Linked DNA regions of Mus musculus: region 2 is linked to region 1. A link is a contact called in public Hi-C data. All regions are on one chromosome and are shown on one strand. The core of a region is the stretch at or near the end of the contact, and the rest is flanking DNA. Distances in the headings are between cores, read along the strand shown. Region 1 has its middle 3.2 kb from the start of Gm39694. Region 2 has its middle 37 kb from the start of Gm33404.

Evidence for each region. Hi-C and Micro-C count contacts between places; a contact is called where the count stands out from the background.
Region 2: a contact with region 1 is called in a Hi-C map of the G1E-ER4 cell line, with 2.3 times the contacts expected there. The contact joins two enhancer-like sites. A contact is called at or near these places in 1 of 484 Hi-C or Micro-C datasets (the G1E-ER4 cell line) and 1 of 115 datasets of contacts at active chromatin or transcription factors (bone marrow-derived macrophages).

The regions. Positions count from the first base shown.
Region 1 is chr1:166,426,592-166,432,462 of GRCm38.p6, forward strand. It overlaps the pseudogene Gm16418. Among named protein-coding and RNA genes, the nearest start is that of Gm39694, 3.2 kb to the right of the region's middle. Within about 2 kb of position 3,125, at least 26 of the 459 cell types and tissues checked have an H3K27ac peak or open chromatin away from gene starts, as enhancers often do. A contact at or near this core is called in the G1E-ER4 cell line and bone marrow-derived macrophages, where this site is marked.
Region 2 is chr1:166,815,609-166,821,479 of GRCm38.p6, forward strand. No RefSeq gene overlaps it. Among named protein-coding and RNA genes, the nearest start is that of Gm33404, 37 kb to the right of the region's middle. Within about 2 kb of position 3,278, at least 59 of the 459 cell types and tissues checked have an H3K27ac peak or open chromatin away from gene starts, as enhancers often do. A contact at or near this core is called in the G1E-ER4 cell line and bone marrow-derived macrophages, where this site is marked.

The DNA of each region.
Region 1 (5,871 bases), core at 1,875-4,374:
TGTGTGTGTGTGTGTGTGTGTGTGTGTGTAGCAGAGGATGACACTGAGTGTCCTTGGATGCTGTCCCCTTCTATGAGACAAGATCTCCCACTGGCCTGGAATTCCTCATGTAGGCTATGCTGACTGGCTAAGGAGCACCAGGGAGTTGTCTCCCCAGGTCTTGGATTAAATGCATATGCTACCAGTCTAGGCATTTCTCCTCACGGGTTCTGAAGAATGAACTCAGGTCTTTGTGCTTGCAAGGAAATCAGTTTGCCAAGTGAACCATTTCCCACACCTGAACTAAACTGGTTACCTGTACCTCTGTACTCCTTCTATAGCTGGGTGGTTGAGTTCTCCTCTCTACTGGAGGACTTTTCTGCTGTCTTTTTGAATAAGCTTTCCACCTTCTGGCCTTCTCAAAGGCTCTAGCAATGTGAATGTTTGTTCTTGTATTTCTGTCCTGTAGTTTCCAAAGGATTTATTTAGTCCATCTCCTTCATTTTTCTCTTTAAGTTATATATTTTCAAATAGCCCATTTTTGAGCTCATTAGATGGTCTTCTGTTTATTTGAGTCTGATAATGACGCTGTATATAATATTTTACATTCAATTTTAAGTACTTTTCTGCTTGAAGATTTGATTTTAAAAATTTGCTATCTGTTGTCTCTGATGAATTTATGAATTTTATTTTCATTTTCTTTCTTAAGATTTATTTATTTTATTTTATATGTATGAGTGTTTTGTCTGCACATATGTATGTGCACCACATGTGCCAGAGGCCAGAAGGTGGAAAGCTTATTCAAAAAGACAGCAGAAAAGTCCTCCAGTAGAGAGGAGAATGCAACCACCCATGTGGTGCCTATGGAAATCAGAACCTGCCCAGCACCAGGTATTGAGGAAAATAGCGATGGTAGCATTAGCGGATTTCAGGGGCAAAAACTGAGTTTTTCGAGGACTAAAATTGTTTACTTATAATAATATTTGCCGTTCTTAACTCTTTGCTTTTCTAGGATGAAAAGCCATTGGCTTCTGGTAATAAACTCTTGCTGGCATCATCAGGGAATTAAGAGGAAAAAAGGCTTAAGAAAAAATGCTGCTCAGGAGGCTCCTGCTGGCTAGGCAAGAGGCTTGCAGCTTGGTAACCCTTCATGAACCATAGAGAAAAGAAAATAAAGAAAGGGAGAACTCAAGCACACACACACACACCCTGCTCCGGCCATACCACCCATCTCATCAACTCTACAAGTGCTTATGCATATTTATACACACACACACACACACACACACACACACACACGTATGTAGGGACAAACAGACATACATATATACATTTGGTGAATGGGGCAGAGCCCCCAAGCCATACTTTAATTCTTCTCTCTGGCTTTCTTATACTTTCTTATACCTTTGTAGGCAATTTTTAAAAAAATTACCTCATAGATGAAATGTTACACAAAAGGGGCGTTACAGAAGGATGTTGGTGTTATCAGTTCAAAGCAGAGTTTCATTCTATAAGCTCATTGTAAGTTCAAAACAACAGTTTCACATGGCCTGGTGACAACTGTGACTTCATCCTTAGACCTGGCCTAAATGAATGTTTTTCCTTGGTCATAAATCTGTCCCAATCTTTTCTGCTTTCTTATTCTAGTGCAATCAGCCTGTAACACATAAAGGTTTACAGAGCCCTATTTGCAGCTCTTCAGAGAGTCAGAAGTTACTTGTGTAAATTTAGGAATTCCATAAACCTAGTATCAGGAACTATAAAAATTTCAGTTTGTCAACACAGCACTATTACGTGATAAGATATCTTTATTGAACTGCAGGGAATCTGCCCAACAGGGTAGGCTAATACCCAGGAATCATTAGGCTATGTAATAGTGACAGGAAAGGCATACCAGCAGGAAGAAGAAATCCTGGGATAAAAATCTCTGAAGATCCTGCAAATCAGAGCTTACCCATTGCAGCTGTGCAAAGCAGTGGGCCATCTCCAGAAAACCTACTTGTTTGTCTTTAGCCTTTCCTCAATGACTTCTGGCAGTTGAGTTCGAGGCCAGCCTGGTCTACAGAATGAGCTCCAGGACAGCCAGGGCTACACAGAGAAACCCTGTCTTGAAAAACAAAAATAAAAAAAAACAAACAAAAAACCCACCCCCCCCACAAAACCCAAACAAACAAACAAACAAAAAACAAAAAACAACCAAAACAAACAAACAAAAAGACCCAGCCATTTTAAATTCTCTGTCAAAGAGTTTGCACATATCCATTGCTTTCTGGTCAGTTTTTGATGCCTTATCTTTTAGGTAGGGTAATGGTCCTTTGAGCTGAATAGAAGCACCTATTATTGGACAGATTAGAAGTTTATTCCAGACTTCACTCTGTGGCTTTATTTGTGGCTATATTATATGGGCTGATATGTGGTGTGGTATGTGGTGTGGTGTGGTGTGGTGTGGTGTGGTGTGTGTGTGTGTGTGTGTGTGTGTGTGTGTGTGTGTGTGTGTGTGTGTTTGTATAATTGTGTGTGTGTCCTGAGCCTAGTCTGGTCTTACTCTAACACTAGAGGGTGTGTTCAGTATAGATTTCCTAGAGCCATGGTTGGTATATTATCAATATTTCAGCACTAGAGGGCACCCCAAAACTATATTTGCAGCAATCAGCAGTTGAAGCTGTTTTTCAGGATGGAATGGGTGTTAAAGCAATTTTTACTTTTTGATTTAGACATTTTTAAAGAGGATGTTTCTGTGCTGCCAAGATGGCTCCGATGGCTCTCACTGCCAAACCTGAGCACCTGAGTTCCACGCTGGGACCACGTGGTGGAAGGAGGGAGCCTGCTCCCTGAGGTTGTCCTCTGGTCTCCACATACACAGACACACAGACACACAGACACACAGACACACACACACACACACACACACACACACACACACACACACACACACAAAGAGAGAGAGAGAACAAATGAATATAAAAAATAAAATAAAGAGATTTTCAAATATTAAATATTAATAATTAATATTTCAGATTAAAAAGTGATGACTTTATTTCCAACCCAAATATCAGAAAATTCAACGTGAGTAACCCGTCTGATGAGAGAGAGCAGCTGATCACTGAGGCAGCTTCTTTGAAACAAGATCTTCAGACGATTGTGAATGGCTCTCAGTCTAAGAATACGGACACTTCTTAACCATTCGTTTCTGCATTAAAACACTCTTACTTGTGCAGTGTTGTTTTGAGACACCCACGAGATACTGTTACTCTTCACAATTCTTGTAAACAGCAAAAAGAGCGTGCTGCTAAGCCAGATCTGTCGGACTTACACATGGCTGTGGCTCTTGTAGAGGCGGAGGCTTCAGTCTCAATGACCCGAGTAACAGACTGCCAGGGAAGGCGGGAGACTTGAAGAGGGAGTGGCTGCATCTCACAGCCACACTGCACAGAGGCTATTATTATCATTTACTGACAGGAAAGGGAAACAGAAATAGGAAGTAAGGGATCTGGGCCACTGTTGGTAAGATTAGATTTTTTATTTCCAAAGGCAAGTTTTTTTTTTTTTTCCTTCCCCTTCCTATTTTTAGTTAGAATTGGCACATCATGGCTTGCATTTGGGGTGACTCAGTAGGTGGTTCTTAAGTCCTCTTGTCTCTGATCCTTGTACTATCATCTTAAATTTGCCGAGCCATTTTAGGCTCTTGGACATTGCCCAGAAATGTAAAGTGCTGAGGAGATGCAGGTTGCAACGTCTCTATTCCGTCTGCGCAGAGTCTCCCCCACACTGATACTGGCAAGTCAGATGGACAAGCGCTTTGATGAGTCAGGACACCTTGATATCTTTTTAACTCTTACAACTTTTGCTGTTTTATAAATGAGAAAGCTGACATTAAGGTAGATTAAGCAGTTTCCCTGTGGTAATACCAAATAGTAAGAGGCAGATGTGGTCCTGACATCCAGCCACCTGGCCCCAGTGCCTCTTCAGCAGATTCGACTTTCTCTGGAGGGCGAGGAGCTCTGCCCCTGGTGTCTATTCGGTCTTCCCATACCTTTTCTAAGTTTATACATCGGAGAAAGGTGCCTTAGAAAACAAAGAAGACACAGGACCATGACCGGAGCCACGTGCCATACAGAGCAAGGGAGGGCTGAGGGCTGAGAGCTTCCTCTGCTCTCCAAACAAAGGCTGAGTGTGGGAGACAGATGAAAAATTCACAGTAAAAAGGAAGGCAGTGATAGTGAAACTCTATTTCTTACTTGTTATTTTTTTAATTGGATATTTTATTTATTTACATTTCAAATGTTATCCCCTTTCCCAGTTTCCCCTCTGAAACCCCCCTATACCATCCTCCCTCCCCCTATTCCACCCACCCACTCCTGCCTCCCTACCTTGGCCTTCCCCTACACTGGGCCATCCAGCCTTCCCAAGACCAAGGGCCTCTCCTCCCATTGATGTCTGACAAGTCCGTCTTCTGCTACATATGAAGCTGGAGCCATGGGTCTCTTCATGTGTACTCTTTGGTTGGTGGCTTAGTTCCTGGGAGCTCTAGGGGGGTCTGGTTGGTTGATATTGTTGTTCCTCTTATGGGGTTGCAAACCCCTTCAGTTCCTTCAGTCCTTTCTTTAACTCCTCCATTGGGGTCTCGTGCTCAGTCCAATGGTTGGCTGTGAGCATCTGCCTCTAGTTGTCAGGCTCTGGCAGAGCCTCTCAGGAGACAGCTATATCAGGCTCCTGTCAGCAAGCACTTCTTGGCATCCACAATAATGTCTGGGTTTGGTGTCTGTAAATACGATGGATGCCCAGGTGAGGAGTCTCTGGATGGCCTTTCCTTCAGTCTCTGTTCCACACTTTGTCTCCCTACTTCCTCCCTTGAGTATTTTGTTCCCCCTTCTGAGAAGGACTGGAGCATCCACACCAAGATCTTTCTTCTTCTTGAGCTTCATGTGGTCTGTGAATTTTTTTTTCCAAGGCATAAGAATAAGGTTTAATGCTGCACCTATCAAGGCAGCCCTAGTGTCTGTCAACGCGGAAGCTCCCTGAGCGGTGCAGACCTCTCCAGTGTCCAGCTTCCTCAGTGTCCTCCACAGGACTACGCTGTGTCTGAGGCCTCGGCACATGGTACCATCGAGGCCTGTGGTGGGGGAGGGGCTGCCTAATCGTCCTTCTTAAACTTGCCGTTGATGTAAGGCACCCAGTCCAGGATCAGCTGCCAGTCCGTGGCCCACACCAGTCCCACAGCACCCACAGTGCCCCACATGCCGGCTGTGGGAATCCAGTTTCTGGCCAGTTCCCGGTAGCGCGGGCCTAGAAACCTGCTCAGCATCGCTGCAGGGTCTCAATACTGGTCTGTGAATTTTATCTTGGGTATTCCGAGCTTTTGGGCTAATATTTACTTATCGGTGAGTACATACCATGTGTGTTCTTTTGTGATTGGGTTACCTCACTCAGGATGACATTTTCTAGTTCCATCCATTTGCCTGTGAATTTCATGAAGTCATTGTTTTTAATAGCTGAGAAGTACTGCATTGTGTAAATGTACCACATTTTCTGTATCCATTCCTCTGTTGAGGGACATCTGGGTTGTTCCCAGCTTCTGGCTATTATAAATAATGCTGCTATGGATATAGTGGAGCATGTGTCCTTGTTATATGTTGGAGCATCTTCTGGGTATTTGCCCAGGAGTGGTATAGCTGGGTTTGCAGGTAGTACTATGTCCAATTTTCTGAGGAACTGCCTGGCTGATTTCCAGAGTGGTTGTACCAGCTTGCAATTCCACCAACAATGGAGGAGTGTTCCCCTTTCTCCACATCCTCACCAGCATCTGCTGTCACCTGAGTTTTTGATCTTAGCCATTCTGACTGGTGTAAGGTGGAATCTCAGGATTGTTTTGATTTACGTTTCCCTGATGAC
Region 2 (5,871 bases), core at 2,028-4,527, 390 kb after region 1:
TGTCAGATGTTATAGTGACTTTGTAAAATATTTGGCAGTTCCCTAAAATGAAACATAAATTACTGCCATGTCCTCATTCCTAGAATAATCAAGACAGACAGTTTATTCGAATGTATATGGTACAGCCAGAGAGTTGGGAGGAGACATCTAGAGATATCTATAATGTGATGGAAAGAACCCTTATCTTCTAGTCAAAGGTCCTAGTTCAGACTCCTAGCTGGTCTTAGCATTCTGGATCTTGTTTCTTTTAGTACAAATTGAGAACAAGAAAGCCTACCTGAGCCTGTTAGATAAATTCAATTTAATTAGAAATTATGTAAGCTCTATGAACCTTCACAAATGTTATCTTATATCCTGTGATTAAGTACTTTGTACATAAGGATGGCTGGCAGCTCTGGAGGCAAAGAGGTAAATACATAGTATGTGTGTACAATTTGATTCATAATGTCTACCCAGAGGGCTGGGGCAAGCCCAGGCCAATGGCCTGGAGGATGTTACTATTTTTTTTAAAATGCCATAAAGTAAGTATTTAATTGCTAAAGAGAGTCAAAGAGAAAACTAGCTAGCGTTAGGTGGAAATAATTTCTGCAGACTGGCAGGAAGTTGGAATTGATCTGGGGCCATGAAAGAAACGAGAGAGAGAGAGAGAGAGAGAGAGAGAGAGAGAGAGAGAGAGAGACTGACAGGGAGGTGAACAAATAAATCACTTAAGCCAGCTCCGTAACTGTTTTCTCATCCACAAAACGGAGATTAAACTAAAACCTCGGAGGACTCTTGTGAGGATTAAGTGAGATGATGTGTTTACAAGGTTAGCCTGTTTTTTACACACATTATGTGCTCACCAAGGGTTTCTAATCCTTTCTGCTTTGTTTGAGAGAATAATATAAACCGTGATAAAAAAAAATAACAAAACTGACCTCATAAAATTGCAAAGCTTCTGTGAGGCAAAGGACACTGTCAATAGGACAAAAAGGCCACCAACAGATTGGGAAAAGATCTTTACCAATCCTACATTGGATAGAGGGCTAATATCCAATATATACAAAGAACTCAAGAAGTTAGACTTCAGAAAACCAAATAACCATGTTAAAAATGGGGTACAGAGCTAATCAAAGAATTCTCAACTAAGGAATACTGAATGGCTGAAAAGCACCTAAAGAAATATTCTATATCCTTAGTCATCGGGGAAATGCAAATCAAAACAACCCTGAGATTCCACCTCATACCAGTCAGAATGGCTAAGATCAAAAATTCAGGTGACAGCAGATGCTGGCAAGGATGTGGAGAAAGAACAGCAGATGCTGGCAAGGATGTGGAGAAAGAGGATCACTCCTCCATTGCTGGTGGGATTGCAAGCTTGTACAACCACTCTGGAAATCAGTCTGGCGGTTCCTCAGAACATTGTACATAGTACTACCGGAGGACCCAGCTATACCACTCCTATACCACCCAGAAGATGCTCTAATGTGTAATAAGGACACATGCTCCACTATGTTCATAGCAGCCATATTTATAATAGCCAGAAGCTGGAAAGAACCCAGATGTCTCTCAACAGAAGAGTGGATACAGAAATGTGGTACATTAACACAATGGAGTACTACTCAGATATTAAAAACAATGAGTTCATGAAATAACTTAGGCAAATGGCTAGAACTTGAGAATATCATCCTGAGTGAGGTGTCTCAGTCACAAAGGAACAAATACAGTATGTATGCACTGATAAGTGGATATTTGCCCAAAAGTTTGGAATACCCAAGATTCAATTCACAGGTCATATGAAGCCTAAAAAGAAGGAAGACCAAAGTGTGGATGCTTCCATGCTTTTTAGAAGGGTGAACAAAATACTCATAGGAGGAAATATGGAGTCAAAGTGTGGAGCAGAAACTGAAGAGAAGGCCATCCAGAGACTGCCCCACCTGGGGATCCATCCCATATACAACCACCAAACCCGGATGCTATTGTGGATGCCGGGAAGTGCTTACTGATAGAAACCTGATGTGGTTGTCTTCTGAGAGGCTCTGCCAGAGCCTGACAAATAGAGGAGGAAGCTCGCAGCCAACCATTGGACTGAGCTCAGGGGTCCCCAATGGAGGAGTTGGAGAAGGGACTTTAGAAGCTGAGGTGGATTGCAGCCCTATGGAGAGAGCAACAGTATGAACATGCTGGACCCCCTGGAGCTCCTAGGGACTAGACCACCAACCAAAGAATACACATGGAGGGACCCATGGGGTTGGTCACATATGTGGCAGAAGATGGCCTTGTTGGACATCAGTGGGAGGAGAGACTCTTGGGCCTAAGGGTGTTAGATGCCAGGGCAAGAGGATGGGAGTGGGTGGGTGGAAGAGCACCCGTATGGGAGATGGGATGGGGGTTTCCGAAGGGGAGACCTGGAAAGGGAAAAATATATGAAATGTCAATAAACAAAATATCCAAGAAAAAAATGACAAAACTGACATTTGAGAAGCATATCTTTCATCACCACCTAATAGACTCCCCCTTTCCTCACAGGGCACCTGTCTTGCGTAATTCTGCAGTGTTTCTTTACACAGATAGCAGCAACTACGAACACATTCAACACTTCCCTCTGCTATTCAGATGGATTACACAGTATTCAATCTTGCCACCTATTTTCATTTGTTTGCTTATTTGATTTTTGTTTCTGAGATATTTGCCCAGGCTGGCTTTGCCCAAACTAGCTGACACTCTGACCTTGATCCTCCTGCTTCCCTGCTCCTAGTGTGGGACTAGAGGCATGCACTACCATACCTGGCAGATGTGTGTGTGTGTGTGTGTGTGTGTGTGTGTGTGTGTGTATGTGTGTGTGTGTGTGTGTGTGTGTGTGTGTGTGTGGTGTGTCCTCCTGTGTGTGTCTCTATGTGTGTGTATACCTGTTCATATGATTACATGTATGTGCATGTGTATGGTATGCATGTGTGCTTGTGTGTACCTGTGCATGTGAAGGCTAGAGGAGGACCTTAGTCCATTCCACAGGAAGCTTTGTTCACTTTGTTTCTTTCTTTGTTTGAAGGGTCTCTTACTGACCTAGAACTCTTCCAGAGTGGCTAGGCTGGCTGCTAAGCCAACCTCAGGGATCTTCCTGTCTCTGCTTCTCCATGCTTGGGTAATACGCATGCGCCCCATGCCTGGCTTTTTCACATGGATTCTGGAGATTGGACTCAGGTCTTTAGGCTTTTGCTGTAAGCTTTCTTCACCCACTGAGCTCAGTAACGGCTGCCTCACTGCCTCGATGCCTCCCTGCCACTTCCTGTGTGGTGTTGAAACTGATTAGCATTCGAATGTGCAGTTAGACCACAGTTTATCCAGGCTCCCATTGCCAGACACTTGTACTTCTTACTATATATTGGCTAAAATAACTTTTGCACACCTAACATTTTTACATATGTACATTTTAATCTACAGACAAGATTCTAGAGGAAGGTCTGGTGCATATGTAGTTTTCCTCACTATGAGCAGCTCTCCCCTTATAGAATTCCAGTCTGTGATTTGTGGCACTTCTTCCTGTGTCCAGAACCTTGCCAATGGTGTGCTGTTTAATGTGGATTTTGACACACACACACCCTTCACTACTAAATCTACAAAATCATTTCCTTAGCTGGACCTTTTTCTAGCTTTTCTAGTCTGTTTTATGGTCTGTTTGTCCACTCAGATACCCACATCCCACTGTTTTCATTACTGAAGTTGTAGAACGCCATTGCTCTTGAGAAGAGGCTAATTTGCCCTCACTAATGTTTGTCCTCAGAAACGCCCTTGGTCGCTCCAGTTTGTCTAAGTTTCCGTGTGAACTTCAGAACCAGCTTTCTTGGTTTGTGGACAACTGGATTAAATTTACAAACTAAAGAAAGTTGGCGTCTTTGTGACTTTTATTCTTCCTCAGAGCACGGCATATTACTTGCATCTGCTGGGCTCCAGTCTTGTGTGGCTTGCGTCATTTCTGATCTCACACCAACTGCTGTACAAAGGCCAGGAGATGACGGATAGCAAGTTAGAGTGACAAACAGGAAACAGATTTGTCTGTGCAAAAGTCAAGGGGCTTCTGTATTCTGGCCGCACAGGAAGGGTTAAGATTATACCCCGAAGGAAAAAGGAGGAGAAAAACATTGTCTCAGCTTGATGCTTCCTGTTGGCTATTTCAGTCCATTCTCGCTTTACAGATCATAACAAGGCCATGAGAAAGAATGCCCTTGGGATTAATTTACCCAGAACTGCAAACCACGGGTTACCATATGCCTCACACAGGAGCTTCAACAAATGCTAGAGGTTATAGTGTTAATGAATATGAAAGTGAAGAAAATATCATATATATGAAGTCAATTGTCAAATATCTTAGAATTCACAATTCAACCCTCTGTCAGCCGGCTTCTGAAGCCCGGACTGGATACTGTCTGATTCTCTCCTGGGGAAGTTCTCTTAGGTCAGTTCGCTTTGACAATGTTTATCAACCATCTGCTCTAAAAACCTTGAATATTAAACTCCCATTCCTGAAGTTATGCTAGGGAAAGCGTAATAATTTGTAAATTAAAAAAAGACGGTCATGTCACGTGAGCATGAGAGACGTAAAGGAGATGTCAGCTGATGTGACAGATTCCAGGAAGGCGTAGAGTGAGGTGAGTTCCAGGAGCCTTACTCAGTGGAGTAACAGCTGTTGGGCTCAATCCTCTCCTCTGTGTCCCCTCTCTTCCAGTCCCTGGCTCTCTCATCCTTCTCTCCTCTCCATTTCTCTCTGCTTGAAGTTCTCAGGCTGGCTGTTCTGGGAGCCCAGGCTGACATGGTAGCTCCAGGATTACCCACCTCACCTGGGTTCTCTCCAAGGAACTTCTGATGAGTTATGCTTCAGCCTCTCTCAGCAAGGTAGCCAAAGGATGGAGGGGGTGTATGATAAGTAGGATCCCTCACCCAGCCCAATACCTGTCCCCTAATCACATGGCTGAAGTCCAGGAAGAGCAATGGTTCATTTGCTGAGGGCTTAACCTTTGAGTAGTGCTGGGGACAAAGAAGCAGACACGGCAATGGTAGAAGTAAATGGGAACCCAGCCCCTCTCTGGGCTATCATGCAGACACTTAAAAATGCCTCTCAATATTAATATGACATAATAACGTGGGGAGGGGTGGTGAGGTGGTTGTTCTTCTAGAGGACTCAGGATTGGTTCTCAGCACCCACCTGATTGGAACTCCAATTCCAGAAGATCTGCTCTCCTCTTCTAAGCTCTGCGGGCGCCAGGCACTCACATAGTATACAGACACATGTGCAAGAAAAACACTGAAACACATAAAGTAAAATAAAAATTATAAACAAATGACATGGGAAAATGTTATTTCGTGGTAATAGATGAAGAATATACAGTAGCCGACTGTATGAATACAGTTCTGTAAAATCTAGGTGTAAAATCGGAACAGTGAACATACTAAACTTTAAAACCTGCATTAAACGTGAACACTATTCTTAGGGGGATGTGGTAATTGCTGATTTTTCTCTCATCTTCTTCCTCTGCATTATTATTGCTTTTGTTGTGGCATTTGTTTATACCTCCCTCTCTGCTGTCTCTTCTGGAAGTCTTTTTTTTTTTTTTTAGTGTTTATTTTTCAGGCTGGAGAGAGCACTCAGTGGTTAAGAGTACATACTGAAGAACAGAATTTCCTTCCCAGCACTCACATGGGACAGCTCCCAAGTGCCTGTAACTCGAGAGCCACGAGATCTGGCGCCCTCTTCTGGCCTCCATGAGCACTGCACTCACATGCACATGCCTATACATGCATGCACATATTTCTTACCTTTTTAATGATAGGAGTTCATTACTTTCCCAGGGTTTTTGTTTGTTTTGTTTTGATCACAGTATTCTGCACTTGACTAGT